2 separate regions of the Rattus norvegicus genome follow, and region 2 is linked to region 1. Evidence: chromatin contacts called from public Hi-C data. All regions are on one chromosome and are shown on one strand. Each heading gives the region's core, a stretch centred on a gene start, on an enhancer-like site or on the middle of the called end of the contact. The rest is flanking DNA. Distances are from core to core; before and after follow the strand shown.

Evidence for each region. Hi-C and Micro-C count contacts between places; a contact is called where the count stands out from the background.
Region 2: a contact with region 1 is called in a Hi-C map of the A7r5 cell line, with 5 times the contacts expected there. The contact joins the promoter of Gtpbp8 here to the promoter of Ccdc80 in region 1. A contact is called at or near these places in 4 of 12 Hi-C or Micro-C datasets (the A7r5 cell line, the Rat2 cell line, hepatocytes and 1 more).

What each region holds. Positions count from the first base shown.
Region 1 is chr11:69,222,031-69,228,977 of GRCr8, forward strand. Ccdc80 (coiled-coil domain containing 80) reads right to left here and starts at 2,814. Exons shown (of 8, transcript NM_022543.2): 1 at 2,438-2,814; 2 at 108-1,993. The coding sequence starts at 1,982.
Region 2 is chr11:69,446,727-69,453,347 of GRCr8, forward strand. Gtpbp8 (GTP-binding protein 8 (putative)) reads left to right here and starts at 5,075. Exons shown (of 6, transcript NM_001025015.1): 1 at 5,075-5,425; 2 at 5,920-6,018. The coding sequence starts at 5,087.

The sequences.
Region 1 (6,947 bases), core at 1,564-4,063:
CAGACTCAGCCCCAGTCTTTCGTCCACGAAGTGATTTCACATACACAATGAACACGCCAATGCCCCCACCTCAGCACACAGAGGAAAATGCCAAACAAGTTACTTACGAGGAGTCTTCGTTTGCCTTCGAAAGACCCCAACAGGTCGGCCACTGACTTCCTGGGACTCGGAGCGAGATGTTTTGCTGTGGGCTTCTGATAGTCGTCCTGCTCTGTCTTACCTGCCTTTTTCTTCTTAGTCTTCTCTTTCTCCTGCTTGCTCTTTTTCTCAGCTTTCTTCATTTGCTTTTCGCTCCTGAGTAACTTGTCTGGTTTTGCACTCTTCCCCTTTTTTTTCTTCTCCTTCTCGGGTTTCTCGGGCTTTTCATGCTTTTTTGACTCCTTGGCATTCTGGGAGGGAATGTTATCCACCTGCAGCTCCTCCTCCCCCTGAGAGGTGGTGGGCCGGCTGAGGTCATACTTAGCTTCATACTCATTGCTGAGAATTTTCTCCTTCTTTTTGGGCAGCTTCCCCTTTATGGGCTTGTGAGGACCTGGCACCACATTTGGGTCCTGATGGCCATGTTCTCGTTTGTCTGTCCGGTTGTCCCGGAAACGGCTTGTGCCCACAGCTCTTGTGCTGCCCTCCCAGAGGGTGGTAGGCGGGGTGGCTGTGAAGCTTCCATAGTTGGTGGCTTTGTTAGGCCTCCTGGTGGCCTGTGGCTTTTCTCTCTGTTGCTCCTTCCGAGGTAGAGGGTAGAGCTGCTCTGAGACTGAGGGGCCCCTGACGGTGGTCATCTCAGCTGTTGCCGGAGGCCTATGGGAGACTGAGAAGGGATGTAGCCGAGATGTCCAGGGCCTCTGAGTAGCTGGATAGGCAGTGGTAGTTGTAGGTCTTGCAGCTACTGTCACCACCCGGGATGTGGCCCGAGTGGCTGTTGTGACTGGAGCAGGAGGAAGCGTGGTGGCCCTTGGAGTCGGGGGAGGTTGAGGAGTGGCTGCCTTGGTGGTGGTCTGCTTTCTTGGAGGCTCTCTAGTGGGGTGGATTTGTGTTCTCCTTGGGTCCTCTTTCCTCTTGTCACTGCCCAGGCCTGTGCTTCCTCCTCCACCACCGCCATTGTTCCCTTCCTGGACCACATGGCCCTCTATGCCCGAGGCCTTACACTTTTGGACAAAACCCTTCTGCCTGATTTTCTCAATCCTGCGGATGGGGCCTTGATCAATAACCTCATACATGGCTTCCAGTCTGACTGGGTAGGGGTAGCGCTCCTCCACCTGGAGGGTCTTTTTCAACAGCACCATGCTAAACTTGCCCTTCTCCAGTTTCAGGAAGCTCATCAGCTTGGGGATGAGATTTGGGTCCAGAGGCTGCTCCAGGATCTGCCCCTCACTGGTGATCCTCCGTACCTTCCCCCCTTCCTCCCCTGCCTGGTGGAACAGCACAATCTGTTGAATGTGCCTTTCTGCCAGCTCACAGTACACATCATCCTTCAGGAGGCTCATCATGAGGCGGTAGTAACCCTCTGAGGCATGAGGGGCTGAGATGACCCACACCCTGTTCTTTCCTGCAAAGCTGGCCAGGATATTGGGAGAACTGGATCCAGAGGGGAATCGCAACATTCTTGTCCGAGCAGAGGACCCCTCATCTCGGACCATCTCACTCGCGGAGCCCCTAGCTATGGGTTTCAACTCAGGTCTGACTGGGGCTCCATTGATACCTGAGGGGGGCGGTCTCACAGTCGGGTGAGCTAATCTCAACACTGGTACACTCTTCCTCCTTTGGAAAGACTGAGGATTTGGTTCTTCCTGAGTGGATTTCTCAACTCCACCAGACCTCCCAGTGTGCCTCAGATATCGAGCTGACCTACTGCTGATTGGAGAAGCCAAAGGTACTTTCCTTCCTGGGCGGCCATCGCTATCCAAGGCAGAAGACTGAGATGCTGATCCACACACCAGCCACATGGCCAAGAGCATGGTGAAGTGGGGTCCCATTTTCCACGTCATTGTGTTATCCACTTGGGGAAGTAGAGGGAGCATAATACAAAAATAAAAATAAAATAAAATGAGAAGGGAGAAAAAGAAAAGAAAAAATCATTAATTGCAAACAGAGTTGGGCATTCTCTCTCTCTCTCTCTCTCTCTCTCTCTCTCTCTCTCTCTTTCCTGGCTAAGGAGAAGGACAGGGGGTAAAGAAGAAAAAGGAGGGAACGCGGAGGAGAGAAAAGGGAATGAGAGCTTCTCTCACGCTGCTGTGATTGTCAGTGCTTAGCAGAGGCAGTCGTTAAGCAGGAAATCCCCCTTTGCTTCCCAGGCAGCCGGCTTGAGGCATGCCTGCTCTGCCTAGGCTGTGCTCCGGATGCACCAGAGACCGTGTAAACGGAGCATTCACATTATGAGCACATTCACACTTCGTGCAAGCAACAAGAGACAAACACCAGAGAGCAAAGTTTGCACACTTACACAGTGGTTCATGGAGATGGCGTGCAGAGGCTTTTAAAAGAAACTTGAAGGTTGGTCCCGAGGACAGTTTCCTAGGTGAGATCGTTTCTCCTTCCTGCCCTCAGTCTCCTTGTGGAGGGTGAGCAATACAAAAGGGTATGCTGGGTTCCTGTCTGCAAAGCGGCCCCAGGGAGGCCAGTCTGGGCTGATTCCTCTTTCTGGCTGTCTTTTACCTTCTGGTCCAGTGGGATGGGGTGACTGTTGCTGTCCCTGGGACTGTTTGTATCTCCATTTGTCTGCAGTTCCTCCTGGATCTGTGTGTGCCGGTCCTTGGCTGCCACAAGGTTTTTCCTAAAAGTGAAGTCCTGGTGAGTTCTGAAGCTCGCTCTTCCCTTCTCTGGAGTTCCCAGAACTTCTTATCACCCTTCCCCTCCCGCAGCCTGGCTGAGCCCCTTTGTTTCCGAGCTTAAAAACACTGGGATTAATATGTTTTCCAGGCTGAGGGAAAACAGAGGAGTGTGAACGTGAAAAGGGGACAATTTCCCCCTTTCCTTCCGTCTCTCCTCCTTTTATTTCTCCCCACCTTCTTTTCTCCTTCCCCCCCCCCCCTTCTCCTTCTATTTCTTCCTCATCTGGATTCCATCCCAGACATGTCAGGGCTACTTCAGGTTTGCTCCAAACCAAACTCAAACAACAGCAGCCACTGGAAATGGAGAAAAATTCACTAAGAATTTAACAGATCAGCAAAACACGCCTCCTTCCCCCCCTCTTCAGTGCACGGAGAGTCCGTGAACCTGGCGAGGAAGGAGAGGGTTGTACTTAGGCTGGGAAAAGTTTTGAAACTCTACACATCACCGTAAATCACTTCAGAATAGGATGACCGACGAGGACTTAACCCCTTCCGTACCGAGCCATGGGGCGGGGCCTTCTTTCCCTGTGGACTCTCACGCTCTCAAGTTTGAACGGGGGAAATGTGAGGACATTGCTCCACCTGACTGGGTCTCCTAGCAACAGCCACTCATTTGGGCCACAGAAATTGGTGTTGCACACGGAGGCAGTACGCATCTATTCATAGTTCCACCTGTGTATTCTTATCTCTTTCTGCCTGTTTCACGCTTTGAGTTTTGGGGTTGGAAAAGCCCATGGAAAACATGACTAAGTTGTCTCTATATTATGCTAATTGGGGCTCGAGTTACTGTGTTCTTGGGATGTATTTCTCCTTGGGATGGGTGGAAGCTGGTAAAAGGTTAGCAATGCAGGCAAAGGCTGCTGTCTCCTGAGACTGAAGTTGGACATTACATCAGAGAATGGGCATTCTGGTTCACAGCTTCTCTCTCTCTCTCTCTCTCTCTCTCTCTCTCTCTCTGTGTGTGTGTGTGTGTGTGTGTGTGTGTGTGTGTGTTATATTATTCAGCTCCCCAGATACTTTAGGAATCTAAAATCCTTAGTCAGGCCCTAGAAGTGGCTTGTATGCCTGGGTGGGGAGATGGCTCAGCTGGTAAAGTGTTTGCTTCTTGAGCATGAGAACCTGAATCCCCAGCACTTACATAAAAACTGGGCACCGAGGCTGTAACCCCACCACTGGGGAAAAGAAGCAGAGGCAGGTGGATCCCTGGAACTCACTGCCCAGCCTGTCTAGCTGAATCAACAAGCTTCAGGTTCAGTGAAAGCCCCTGCCTCAAAAAAGTAAGGTGGAGGGGCTAGTTAGACTCACTGGTTAAGAGCATTAGTGGTCTTTTGAAGAGGACCTGGATTTGATTTCTAACACCACATGGTGGCCCACAGTCATCCAAAGCTACAGTTCCTGGCAATGTGGATCTTTCTGACTTCTGTAGTCACCAGGCATTGTGCGCGCGCGCACACACACACACACACACACACACACACACACACACACACAAAGGAAAAGCTTTCATACACATTAAACAAATAAGGTAGAGAGTGACTGAGGAGGTGTCAGCATCTGAGCTCCACTCCCTGCTATGCGTGCACACAGGTGAATATGCACAGACACACATAAGACACACACCCACACAAACACACTCACACAAAGAAAAAGTTGTATCAGGCTCTATGGGAGAGACTGTGGCAGCTTTCCCACCCACCTTCTGGGTCTGCCATGAGAACTCAGCTTCAGGGGAGAAGAGAAGACATCTCAGGTCCCATGGGCATTCCTCCCACCCTCTCCCAATTACTGTTAACTGTCCACAACAGTGGCAACCAGGATCCAACGAAGACCCGTGAACTAAGCCAGACAAATGGCTTCTCTCAATGGGTGAAAACCTCACCCCCAGTTCCATCCACCCCTCAATCGGCTCCATCTTTCCCAGTTCCATGCGCCTTCCCTGCACATAAAGCTCTGAGCAGAGAGGTAAGGAAATTCCTGTGGGTGGTGTTGGATGTAGCACTCTTATCTCATTGTTCAGAGTGCACAGGATACCACCAGGCAGGAAGGATGTACATACCTGGGAGGTAATAGGATGACTTCCCTCCCCAATTAAGGCTTGGCAGAGGCTTGGGATGTTTCAATACATTTCTTGTTACCACACAAATGATTAAGTGGATGTGATGCTGACGTTCAGACATGGTGTCCCACATCGGGGTTTCCTGCCTTTGTTTTCCATTTTCTGCCCACATTCTTCCTTTTTTAAAATACACTCTCAGTTTCTTTGTGGTTTCCATTTTCATAAAAGAATCTCTCATTGTTTTGTTCAACCAGAACAATGCTTTCAGAAACAATTGGTCAACTCAGCTTTTGCCTTTCTCAGTAGATCCTTGAACATCTCATCCTACTTCCTTAATCTTGTATTTTGAAGAGGACCTGGATTTGATTTCCAACACCACATGGTGGCCCACAGTCATCCAAAGCTACAGTTCCTGGCAATGTGGATCTTTCTGACTTCTGTAGTCACCAGGCATTGTGCACGCATGCATGCGAGTATTCCACGAACCCTCCCAAACCATGTGAACAACATTGGACAATCCGTGCTCCGTGGGGAAGTAAAGCTGAGGTAGTTATGAAAGCAAGCTGGCAGCATCCATAGGGAAAGCCACCAAAACTCTGAGCTGCCTTTCTCTTCCTGGTACCTCAGGCTCTCCTTCCGTCTCCGACATTGTGTCAGTAGGTGGCGCACTAAGCACACGAGCAGAAACAGACCTTTCAGCATCTGCTCCACTCAGGGCCCAATTGGGATTTCTCCTGCTTGCTCACTTTAATATCTTGCTGTTGAAACCCTAACTGAGACCTCAGAATAGCTATTCGGTGATGTCTGGGATGCAGGCCTCTAGGAAGAACGATTTAAAGAACAAATTTGCATCTACCCCTTTATGGGGAGACCTAAAATGATTTGTGGTTTAGGAGGATCTGAATTTCTAGTTTTGAAAGTTTCTCATTTAGATCAGTCCTTTATCCTGCAACCTAAGAAAGAATTGTTTAGGGATGGGCAGATCCACAGGAGATACTAGGACTGAGAGATGTCTACACAGCCAAAGGGAAAACTATACATAGATTCATTTAGGAGGATCATTTGAGTTTGTGGTTGGTCTTTTGAGACAGGATCTCCTTGCAAAACCCTAGCTGTCCTGGAATTCATGCACAGACCAGACTGGCCTCGAACTTACAGAGATGTGCTTACCTCTGCCTCCCAAGGACTGGAATTAAAGATGTGCACTCTCCGTGCCTCCACCAAGAATAGAAGTTATAAATGCCAGCTTAGAGATTTTGTGACAGGAAACTACCTGGTTTGGTTGCATAGTAATTGAATAGGAGGGAAGGAAAAGGTTTGAGGATTGCTTTAGAGAAATGAGGGAAGGAGGTTGTGGTGGTTTGAGAGAATATGGTTCCCATAAGCTCATAGGGAGCAGCACTGTCAGAGGTGTGGCCTTTTTGGAGTAGGGGTGGCATTGTTGGAAGAGTCTCAGTATCTTCCTGCTGCCTGCAGACTCAGATGTAGAACTCTCAGCTCCTCAAGCACCATGTCTGCCTGCGTGGCCCCAGGCCTCTTGCCATGACAATAATGGGTTAAACCTCTGAAATTTTAAGCCAGCTCCAATTAAATGATTTTCTTTATAAGAGTTGCCATGGTCACGTTGTTTCTTTACAGCAATGAAACCCTAATTAAGACAGATGTGGTTGTCTAATGAAAATGGATGTGGGTACAAAGAGAAAGGCACCCAGAAAGGAGGCTCCTAGCTGGTTGAACCCACATTCATAGAAATGTTCTGTCCCAGGCAGACCAGAGAACCCAGGTTTCCCATCACCTGCAGAGAGCTCTCTTGCACAAAGTAACATTCAATAGATGTCACTGACCTGAATTCAAAGCACTCTTCTCTTGCCTGGAAAATCATTTGCTTAGAAGGAAACAAGAAGCAAAGAGGGAAGAAAATAACCGAACATCTCAACGTTATGGGACAGGGCGCAAAGGGAAAAAGGTAACCCAGTGCATCAATGTCACAGGACAGGAAAGCCACCTTCCCTGCTCTGGGACTCCCTTCTCACCAACAGGAAGCCTAGCAGAGCTATTTGGTCATA
Region 2 (6,621 bases), core at 3,825-6,324, 230 kb after region 1:
AGGTAGTTACATGGCAAGCCCTTGGTCTAAACCCTGGAGTCCTGGGCTGCTGTGAGCTCTCCATGGGAGCCGCATTCACATATTACAACTCACTGCTGGCAGACGTGAATGCAGCCTGTGCTATGGGAGAGCATGCGGAGAAGCTTGAGCCTACTTTCTCAAGGCCTCAACCTGCATCTGTTCCTTCCATTTGTATCCTCTGGCTGTGACACATTCCAGCCACAGAGACAACTGCATCCTGGGTTTTGTGAATCTTCCTACTATGTCAGCAAGCCTGGAGGCTAGGCTTAGAGATACCTGATAAAAACCTGTGCGTGAGTTTAAAACTGAAACATGCATATCTGCCTGTGGTATGTTGCTCCCTTTCTTCAGGGTATCGCAGACTGTGCTGTTCATATCGGTAAAGTAATGGGGTGCAGCTTAGAGATTCTATTGATCACTCTCCATGCTGAGGCACCATGGCCAAAGCAACTTACAGAAGAAAGGATGAATTGCAGACTTACCGTTTCAGACGCTGGAGTCTACCATCATCATGGCAGACAGCATGGCAGCAGACAGACAGATGTGGCACTGGAGCAATAGCATGATGCAGAGAGAGCGAACTGGGAATCGCATGGGCTTCTGAAACCTCATAGTCCACCCACTGTGGCACGCCTGTGACAATGCCATACCTCCTAATCCTTTCCAAAGAGTCCCACCAGCTGGGGACCACGTACTCAAATATCTGAGCCTAGGGAGCCATTCTCATTCATACTTCTACGGAAGTCTACTGCCAAGTATTGTCCACCAAAGAAACTTTGTCTAATAAGTAATACAGTTTAGGATGTTTAGAATGCTAATAAATTCATCAATTGGAACGGGGAAAATTCATTTTTTTTCAATCATTACTACTACTACTACTATTACTACACACACACACACACACACACACACACACACACACACATCTTTTACTGATACAAAAGCCAAGACTATGGCTAAGAGTTCCAAAATAGTAACATTAGTATGATTAGAATGAGCATAAACAATTAACAATCGGAAACTATTATCTAAAGCAACTTGTCTGCTATTGATTGAAAAAAAATCTTGATGGAAACATTTTTTTATTTCTTTTCCAGAACCCAAATCATTCTAAGAACTCACCTCCTACATGCCTAGTATTTGATATTTAATCTCCAGATCTCGTTAGAGAAATTTGTCAGCACGGCAGATACAATCTTAAAGGAAGCTCAAAAAGACTTCATAGAGAGAAAAAAAGAACAACAAAAACAACATACAATTCTTTGAAGACATTCTCTAAAGGAACATTAATGAGATATATGAAATTAATATGTATAGATAGATATAAATGAAATTCAATGATTTGGAAAACCACCCAAGATGGTTATGGAAAATATGTTTGTTATTTCTTCAAGATGATATGTAGTGGTTCTCACATATATCCTGTACCCATAGGAAAAAGTTAGGTAGAATCATGATGCAACATGTGGCAGATATTGGAATCACAAACCTGAGTCAGTGTGCTGAGTTATAGCTTATATAATGGCTTCATAGGAAAGTGGCACATAGAATTTAAAATATAATTAAAGAAAAATTTAACTGCCCTGAAGAGATAGCCCCGTGGTTAAAGAGCACTTGCTGGTCATCCAAAGGACCTGGATTTGCCTCCCAGCACCCATGTTGAGACATTCGCAATTTCCTGTAACTCCAGTTCCAGGACCCAACACTCTTTTCTGATCTCTGCTGAAATCCATACATACATGGCACAGGTACCAATGAAAATAAAAACATTAAACTTAAATAATTTATTCTGACAGTTGTTATTACAAGTCAAGCAATTTATGTGTGTGAGTTTCTCCATGTCACTCATCATATAATACCCCCTTGATACTCGAATCAACTCCTTTTCTAGAAAGCATTCAATAATGTTTTTGAGACATTCAATAAAATTTTGAGATAGGCTCTATATAGTCCAGGCTGACCTCAAATTTCGTAGGTAGTTTAAAATGGTCTTTAACTTCTGGTCCTCCTCACTCCACCTCCCAAATGCTACCATTCCACATACCAGCACCATGCTTAGTGCTTAACAAGTACATTGTGATTACTATTGTAAAGAAGGGGAAAGTGAAGGTAAGGAAGGACCGCTTGTAAAAACAATCACTGAGTACTAGTCCATTACCTCCCCCAGTATCCAAAAGCAAGTTTTCCCAGGTTCTCTATTCTTACTTCTATCCAGGCATTCAAAGTATGGTGTGTCTAAACAAGGATAAGAGTTGATCTGTGTGGGTTATGTACTCGAAGACTCTCTGACATCCACGATTCTCTTTACCTGTCTCAGCCTTACAATGCTTACCTTCTTCTTCTTCTTGGATTAGATGGAATCCCTAAACTTGATACCTACTGGATTTACAGAGCTCAAGATCATTCAGAACCAAACAGCCATTCATTTCAGAGACAGACTACAATGGAAAAAAAAACTGTGATGATCTGTAAGAATGGCAAAAATCTCTTCACTGATCTACCAATCTTCTTCCTGTCCTCAGCTAAGCTCAGCAGAGTATTGTCACAGCATTTCAGTCACTTGAATTTTAGTGAAAAATCTTAGCTCTAAATCTGGGTGTGGTAGTGCGTCACTCAAAAAGCTGAGACAGAATGATCATGAATTTGAGGCCAGTCTAACCTATGTAATAGACTCTGCCTCAAAAGCAAACCAAACCAAACGAACAAACGTCTCTAAGGATTATATGCAAAACATGTAGTACCTGTCTACATCATACTAAATTTTTTTCATGTGTTAACTCTCTGGTGAACTAATTCTTCAGTTCTCAAAACCAAAGCCACTTTTTTTCTGAAGGATGACCACAAACGGTTCAACTAGTAAAGAAAACAAGACGTTTATAACATCTGGAAGGAAGCATTCCAGACAAGCAAATGCAGCAACACAGGGGCACATGTGCTCCTTACATTCGTGGGAGAACTTTGACTGTTCTTTGAGACTAGAAGGTACTGCAGGTTTTCACTCTTACTGTAACGGGATCATGTGTGCTGTTACGTCAGGGAGATACCTAAAGGAGCAACAGGCAATGTTACACAACAAGATTTCGGAAGCTATAGCAATTATCTAGGTGAGAGAAGTGGGACTGGGAACACGATGTTAATGTTACGGTCCGAGAATCGCCAAAGGATGATACCCCAGACTCAAATATTATGCAACCGCAAAGAGTGTTTATTCAGCAAAATTCGGCATACAAGGGCCTCCCCATTTAGGAATGGAGACCCCAGTGTGTACTCTGCAGGGTCAATTTAAAGCCCTGTTAGAGTGGGAGTGTCTTTTATCTTTCTTTTTTTTTTCTCGATTAGTTGGCTCTCTCTCCAGGAATATGAGTCCTTTGTGATTGGTTAGGGCTCTAGGGACTTTCCAGGGTGGTAAGACATCCTTGGATTGCCTGTCTGCACTGTGGTTGGCTGACCATGGGTTCCTGAATCTGGGTTCTCATTTCTGGGAAACAGAAACAGGCCTAGTCTCCCCAACTGCCAGTTTACAGCCTGTCATGGAGTCATCCCAGCTCTGGCTAACTCAGTCTCCTCACTAATAGTGGATATGCTAAAGTCTCAAATGTAGGGTGTGTTGACGATTTAAATAAGCGAGACGGCTAGCGGGTAACTGTAGGGTACAAGGAAAGAAATCAAGATTTTTTTTCCCCTCAAGAAAGTCTGTAAAGTTTGACTGGATCAATCGAAAGGGTACAGTTGTTATTTACTGTGATGCGAATGAATGCAAAAACAACAGAACGGCGGGGGTGGGGGGACATTAAGAACTCCATTTTGGACATTGTTATATTGCGCATACATATGTCTTTCTAATTTATACTGTGTTTCCTCACTAGGACTAAATTCTCTTCTCATTCTTAGCCCAGACAAACCTCTGATGTAAGAAACTAGACTCTGACTCCTAATATCTCCTTCCTATGGACAAAACACCAGGAACCAAGATGATGCCAATCAGGTTTAGAGTTATTCCTGGAACCCTACAAGATCCCAACAGATGTGATCTTCTCCAATACTGATTTTGGCTTGATGTTCCTGAATTTTCACAATTATCTGTGCTCTTTATAACTCCTGTGGCAATTCTAATGGGGTTAGCTCTCTTAAGCCCCTCCTTCTTCTAGTTTTCTATCCTCTCCCTAGCAGGTCTGCTATAAGTGTCTAATCTTAGATCTTCTGCCTACACTAGAGATTAGGGAAGAGTTTGATCACTAGAGCCTGCGGAAAATACAGTATATGTTGACTCTAAGGTTTATGTGCCTGGTATATGCAGATGCTTTAAAAAAAATAATGGAGTGACAGAGCGCAGAATGATTAAATGTTTGCGGTGGCTTGAATGACAATGGCCCCCCATGTGTTTGTATGTTTGAATACTTGCTCCCCAGTTTGGGGAACTGTTTGGAAAGGATTGGAAGGTAGGGCCTTGTAGGCTTAGAAGGTGTGGCTGTGTTGGGTGGGTGGTGTGTATTTTGAGGCTTCAAGGGCCTCCTGCTGTTCCCAATTCTGTTTCTGGTTTATGGATCTTTGTCCGTTCTCAACTGCAGCTCCAATGCTGTGCCTGCCAGAGAGATACAGTCCCTTCTCTGAAAACAAGTTGCTATTCCAACCACATTTCTCACCTGCTCATTTAATTTTTGCAAACATGTTTTTCTCAGTTATGTGAACTTATGATAAATGTCAATCAGCAATAAAACGACCGGAAACAGAAGACAAAACGGGGGTTGGAATCCACTAGAGTTTGTCACTATGGCTCCTTCCCTTGAGACTCAAAGATCACAGGACAAGGTAGGTTTTCCGAATCCGGAAACCGCTGAAGACCAGAACACACCAATCTGATACATAGTTGGTAAGGACAAGGTGTTAAAAAAAAAAAGTCAATGGGTTTTCCCCTTTCTATCAGAGGTGATGAGAAGCTTGAACAGGCAAGAAGGCCCTAGAAAACTACAATTCCCAGCAGGCGCCGCGGCAGTGAGATTTCTCTCTTGTGCTGTCCAGGTCCTACGAATAAAATCCAGTCGCGAGGATTCTGGGAGAAAAAAAAATGGCGGCTACTAGGTTATGGCATAGAACGGGAAGGCTCCTTGAGATAGCGTCGGCATTTGGGCCTTGGCCCGGGGTTTACAGCACGTCCCCTGCCTTCGCTGAAGTACTAAGGATGCCACAGAAACAGCTAAGGAAAGTAGTGTACCCGCTGCGGGAACTGGAGCAGCACCTCGTCACGGACTCTAGGCCTGGCCTCATCGAACAGAGACTCTTCGACCCGAGCCTGGAGGACATCGGGAGGGCGGAGAGCGTCTTCGCCGCCACGGTCCGGAACCGCATTGAGTACCTCAGCTCCGCCGTCCGCCTAGACCACGCCCCGAGTTTGCGGCAGCCGGAGGTGAGATTGACCGGCTTGTCTACTGTAGGTGCGAGAGCTTGAGTTCGCTTGCGCTCTTTTCCCGTCACCAGAAAGCTTTTCAAAAGCAAAAGAAAGCACTCAGTGTGGATGCACCGCGTGTGTGCGGTGCCGGTGGAGGACCGCAGTGAGCCCCAATGTGGGTACTGGGAATCGAACTCCGGTGTTCTGGAAGACCAGCCCGTGCTTTTTTATTTTTATTTTGGTTTATGTGTGTTTTGCGTGCATGTATGTCTGTGCACCACATGGCTTGCCTGTTGCCCTCAGAAGACAGAAAAGGACATCAGAGCCCGTTGGAACAACTGTTTCAGGCAGTTGTGAGCAGCCATGTAGACTGGGACTCCAATCCTATAGTAGCAAGTGCACCTAACCACTGGGCCATCTCTCCAACCCTGAAAATACATTTAATAAATAAACCACTATTCAGTTTTGAGAATACTAAGTACTCCATTCTCCTTTCCTCCTTCTCATACTAGGTGTGTTTCATAGGCCGAAGCAATGTTGGAAAATCCTCTTTGATAAAGGCCTTATTTTCCATGGCCCCTGATGTAGAAGTCAGGATCTCAAAAAAACCGGTATGCTGGGTATCTCTTGAATTTATAAAATGAGACCTAAGTATTGGCAGGTGCAAGAGATCATAATTGCTAAATTCCTAGAGAAAAGATTTTTTTTAAGCATGTAATTATTAGTGCCTGTATATTTTCTGCAAAAAGTATGGACAGCTGAATTGACTTTAGTAGTCTTGCCAGTAGCTAAAGGAAAGCATCCTTTGTCTAAAATTTTCCTTAGTTGCCAAGTTAAGTATTTTATTGCTTTAAGTATTTTCTGATGCCTTCTATAATGAGGGTGTAGTTCTACATTGGTTATGGGGTAAAAAGGGTTTAAGTTGCTTTTTCCTCCGTAATCTTGTATATTTTCTCCATTCATGCACTCATACATTCTTGTATATATTCCAGATGTGTGCATTCTTTTACCCAGGGCCATGCTGTGCCTTTCTTCACAGATAACTCTGCTTGACTGGGCTTCTGCTATTTTCTCCTTCCTTCTACTTCCTTTTCAATGATGCAGTCAACTGGTATCTAAAAGAACCTTTTCTCAAAACTCACCCCTGGCCCTACCATAGTGTCTGTCTGAGGAAACACTTCCACGAGCTGTGATGCTCACTGCCTACCCCCCAC